Linked DNA regions of Rattus norvegicus: region 2 is linked to region 1. A link is a contact called in public Hi-C data. All regions are on one chromosome and are shown on one strand. The core of a region is the stretch at or near the end of the contact, and the rest is flanking DNA. Distances in the headings are between cores, read along the strand shown.

Evidence for each region. Hi-C and Micro-C count contacts between places; a contact is called where the count stands out from the background.
Region 2: a Hi-C map of Schwann cells shows a contact between it and region 1, with 1.8 times the contacts expected there. The contact joins the promoter of Lekr1 here to the enhancer-like site in region 1. A contact is called at or near these places in 2 of 12 Hi-C or Micro-C datasets (the A7r5 cell line and Schwann cells).

Annotation. Positions count from the first base shown.
Region 1 is chr2:152,116,263-152,118,932 of GRCr8, forward strand. No RefSeq gene overlaps it. Among named protein-coding and RNA genes, the nearest start is that of Tiparp, 54 kb to the left of the region's middle. Within about 2 kb of position 1,324, at least 11 of the 93 cell types and tissues checked have an H3K27ac peak or open chromatin away from gene starts, as enhancers often do. A contact at or near this core is called in the A7r5 cell line and Schwann cells, where this site is marked.
Region 2 is chr2:152,199,840-152,202,509 of GRCr8, forward strand. Lekr1 (leucine, glutamate and lysine rich 1) reads left to right here and starts at 1,343. Exons shown (of 13, transcript NM_001115029.2): 1 at 1,343-1,766.

The sequences.
Region 1 (2,670 bases), core at 74-2,573:
GGAGCCTTCTTCTTGACGTTTACTTTCTAAATTGGAGGGGTCTTTTTAAAGTCGTGCTTCATGTTCATTTACACCTGCTGAGCGCTCAGCATCTCCTACATTTGAACGTTGTTTTCCCTCAAACAACTCACATTTGTCTTCTTTTTCTACAACCACACAGCCAGTTCCCCCATCCCACCTCGTGTGTGTGTGTGTGTGTGTGTGTGTGTGTGTGTGTGTGTGTGTGCACTGCTTCTGTTTTTCTCTTTTTTCTTAAAAATCTACACTGTATGAATTAGAACAAGATCATGGGATGTAGAAAAAACACATTTTTTGGCCTTTGCTCATGGGCAGCACCAATAAAATATTTCCACACAAGTAAATATTTGTATTCCCCGAGTGCTTGACATTCTCCAACACTGGAGCCCATCGCGAAGGTGGGAGCTTGTCAACGGTGGTCATAGGAGTAGGAAGGAAACTAAATCGGTTCTCAGTACTCATGGTGTGGGTGTCGGTGGGTCACGAGAACGCTCTTAGACGTGTCTTATCCCCCACCTCTTCGGCAGCAATGCTCTTTCCCGGCAGCAGAAACCTCTTTGTGTGTCTAGTAGGACACGGCACTCAGGGAATGTTGCGCTCTGCCTGCCTACAGATGACCTCCGACCCAACCTGTGGTTATGTGATATTGGCTGCCTGATTTCTGACCCTCCACTGCACCCCTTTAAATAAAGACGACATTGTTAGAATCACCACACAGCCTAGCTCTTCTACAGTGTGGAACGTCCAGACTTTGTTCGGCCTTGAGAGGAGAGTGGTCTGAAGTCATGGGACCACCTAGAAGGCACAGAGGCTTCAGCAGTTTAAAGGTAAGCTACTGAGAGCAGAGGAGGAAGTACATTTAGGGAAAGAGAAAACAAATGTTAGGATTGAAAAGGACCCAGAAGCCATCAGCTCCAGCGGTTCACAAAAGCCTCTCTATCTTGGATGGGATACACTGCTGTCTCAAAACCACCAGTACACGGAGGAATCCAAAATTGTGAATCACTGAAAATTTAGCCATCCTAGAGGTCTAGAGGAGGGACAGGACCCTTCCATGTTTATGACCACGTGGCGGCATAGATAGAACAGAGGTTACCTCTAAGTATGGGTCTATTTCTCCTTCAGGTACAGCTTAGACATTCCACATTGTGCTGAGGAGGAAAGGGTGTTCCAACATGATAATGAAAGTGAACATAGTGATCAAAAACTCCGTGCGAAAGTGAAAAGATGCAGAGAGGCTGAGCGTGGGCAGGGCTGGGTATCCAGAATACTTCACATTCCTCCACACCAAGGCTCCAAAGCACGCAGAGCCAGGGGTGGCACTCGGATCCGAACAGCTTGGAGGCCTGGGAAATGTGGACTCCACTGTGTCTAGTTTCTTGACTCTTACCTATCCCGGTGCACGGTGGACCGGAGAGCAGACTCAGTTAAATTCACTCTGAAGATTCAGAGGCCAAGAGGCCAGGAGCTATGACCACGCCTTCCGCCACAGAAGTGAGGGTGGGAAGCTATAATGCAGTTGTTTTTCTGTTAAAAACAGAACTGAACAAAACAAAACGAAAACAGACTCCGAAGGAAAGAACATCTTAAGTTCAGAATTTGGGGGGAAGGGGGTTGGGGGTGGGGGAAGTGCAGAGGGTTAGAACTTAGAACCATTTCTCTGATCTGAGTGGCCTCCTCCACCACATTCAGGTTTTAACTTCTTTTTAAAAGTGTTTGTTTCTTCCTCAAAACCATGTAGCAAAGCAGAAGGCATCATTTCTCAGAGCGAGTTCAGGTGGATGAAGGGGGATGTGTGTCTTGCTCCGGGAGTGTCTGAGAGAGCAGTTCAGTAAACACAGACTAGGCAGCGCACCAGCCTTTCCTCTACTTTGAGTCAGCCCCAAGCTTTGTCGCTAATAGAGGACGGGATCCGCACCCCCCCCCCCCCCCCGCGCTTTTGTTTTTCTTAACCCTTCGGGTAGTGCCAGGGGGAATTCCACAGTACAACAGGGAGTCAAGGGGCAGTGTCTATGGCATGGAGGAGCCCAGCAAGATCCAAGTGCTGAATGCATTTTTCCCACCGTGGGGATTCAAGCGAACTACCTTTATTTTTCTCCATTTAGCAAGAGCAAAGAAAATCCCAGCCATAAAGGCATATGTTCTGGTTCAAGGTCATAGAGCTTGTTCTTTTCTGAAAGAGGAGACTGGCTCAGGAAGACAGCCCAGAGTTGCTCTCTTGGAGGAAGACAGCTTGAGAGGGTCTCCATGCCCCCTCAGAACTTTTCTTATTAGTAGTGTCAAAAAGAAAAAAAATATCAACTCAAGGAAAAAAAAAGCTGAGTGGAGATGATTTCGTCGATAGCATTTTAAGTATTATAAATAGAATCAGATCACGTAACTAGTGCGTGCCAGCCTGGAACCTTGTTAGATTACCTAACGTGCTGGACAGGGGGACGGCGTGGGTAGTTGTGGATTCCTGGTTTTGGGAAGATGTCTGTGAAGCAGCACACACCTGGGAAAGCCATTTCCCGTGCCCTCCCCTCCGTCCTGAGGCCTCACAAGCTCTCAGGGCCTGAAGACTTCTGAAGGGCCTGCTGGCAATGGTGAGCTTCGAAAGCACCGAGTCAGAAGTGGCACTGACTGCAGTACAGAGCCAGGCTGTGTTCTGAC
Region 2 (2,670 bases), core at 93-2,592, 84 kb after region 1:
GGACTAGGCACAAATTCACATGGGGCACCCCTACAGAAAGTCTGGCTTGTGGCTAATCAGCAATGAGATTTAGGTTTGAGGGGCAGTTATAGTGGCAAGGAAAATGGACTCAGGGTGATGTGTAATGAGTAGGCATAGATGAAAGTGAATTACAGCGTTTCCACGGTATTTTACCCCACTTTCAGACGGGTGCCTTCCCTTTTAGATATAAATGCTCAGTAAGGAATATTATCGCCAAAACTGTAGTTATGTGCTCTATAACAGTATTTTTGGTTAATAACAGACCAGTACACTGGCTATACAATTTCTAATATCCAGTGATGTTAAAGTTATGGTAACATTTTGTGCAATGCATAACTCAAGTGTTTGTGGTGATGCTGTCGGAAGCCTTCTGTTTCTAGCACACTGGTATGTATTCAATATGGCACATAATAATAGTTACACAATAGTAAGTAACTGTTGTTTCTGTATTAACTATACCTTTCATGACTTAGGGAAGTATTCACTATTTTCATGTGGCTATTTTCAAACTAGGTATCAACCAGCAGCTTCAATAGTTCTGGCACTATTTTGAACCACTTTTTCACCCTCCTCTCTTCAGTGTCTTTTCTTTCTATTCATGCAAATTATTCTTTAACAGTAATTACTGTCTTTTCTGCAAAGAAACTGTTTTCTTTAGTTCCTGGAGTATCAGCACTTTAGACCGCAGATAATCCTGAAAAAGGAGCAGACTACGAAGAAGACACTAATCATACTAGTGGCCTGTGTTAGTCACCAAGCATCATCTCATCCTGCTTGCTTGTCTCGTAGTAGGTCATCAATATTTGTTTTATGAATAAAGTATGAATAAAGGTAAGTCGTCAGTGCGTAAAAACCTGAGGCCTTCCACAATTTGAGTGTTCAATAGCACGTCTCATTAACAGTTCATGAGCTAAACCTTTCATCTTGACTTTCGGAATAGAATGAAATTCTACGCAAGCCTTCCCCAGTCAATCTGCCCTCGCGGCAATGGCTGAGGATGTGCTGTCATTCCATTTAAAAGCATCTTTTTCCTCCTCTTGAGAGCAATGATTGCCCCTGCAGTAGACCACACTGCCCCCCACTTCCGCTGCCTGTCGTCCCCACGGGTTCCAGACCTCAACCCGGTCCGTCACAGAACCGCGCGTAAATCCGCCCTCTCCTCCGACCCCCGCCGCCTTCGCCAGCTTCCGTCTAGCTCGCTTTTGGGACAAGTGATGCAAAGGAGCTCTGCTTCCGCGTCGGCGACGGCGTGGGCAGTGACGTCACTGCGCTCTGACGTCAGGACAACGTGCAGTGCGGTCGCCCGGGAGACCGGGGAAGCCGTTTTACACCCAGCGGAGTCCCGGGCTAGGTGAGGGTCATGGCCTTTCTCAGTTCTCAGAGGACCAGGCCGGCAGGGACTTTGTTCCGGGGCTAAGGCCAGCCGCGCGGGACGGCGGGGCAGCGGGGGCGGGGAGGAGGAAGGCAGGGCGGCCTCTCGGTGCCTCGGGCGAGGCCTGGGCCGGCGCGGTCGAGTCGGGCAGTTAGTTTCCTGCAGTCGCGGGGCGTGACCTCCCGCTCTCCTGCCCCTGACCTGCCCTCTTGTGAATCACGGCCCGGGAATGGTACTAGAGGAAGGGCCTGGAAGCAGAACCGGAGTTAATGACCGGGCGTGACACCGGTGTAAGAGTCGGAAATGAACCACCAAGGACGTTTCGGCATTTAAGAACACACACGTCTATCTCGTGACCAGTGTCACAGAGAAGGTTCGTAAACTTGCACGCAGCAGCGGCCACGTACTACTGTACTTTTGCCAAGGACAGTTTCCACATATATACTGGGAAGGACCGAAAGGAACTTGTTTAGTAAAGTAATGAATGGGCAAATTAAAAATCACAAGTTTTCTCCTGCTAAAGAGCAAACAGCCCCACAGTTCTTGAAAAGCAGAATTATCTGCGAATTCCACAGTTCTTTTCATGGGTAGTCACATCTTTGTAAAGACCCAATTCTAAAAGACTTAGAAGCCATTTCTTTAAAATACAGGCATAACAAAAATAAACGTTAAAGAAAGTAGTGCCCTTGTAGTCAGTCACCTCGGGAATTTAAGGTGCCTACCTCTTGTAACCATCATGCATTGCTTATCAGAAAAGCAGCGAGTTACTACAGTTCGTACTCACAGTTTACATGGGTTTACAATAAAATAATGTTAAAGACTTCTTTATACAGGGACAAGTTACAAATGTTCTTGGGATGAATCCAACGACTCTATCTTGGCTGCATGAAAAAAATGAGATCCCTAATTTTGTCACCATGTCTTCTGCCATGTGCATTAAAATCAGTTTCTTCTCCACCCCTGTGTCTTGGAGATCCTTCTAATTTACCAGGGTGCCATTTTTAATTTTTCTTTCATAACCAGAAGCCTTCTGATGATATAGTAATACATTAGAGTAGTCACAGTGAAAGGCATTAAATAATAAATATCCCACTGGTACCTTGAATTTATACGTTATTTAGGTCCATGCTTGCTAATACTTTTGTAGATGGTACTTTAAGAGGACATATGGTTGGTTATTTAAGGGGAAAATGGTTCTGTGGAGCCGACGATACTATCGTTTCCATTTACTAATGATGGCTTAACTGAAGGGAACAAGCCTTCTGGTTTCTCACCAT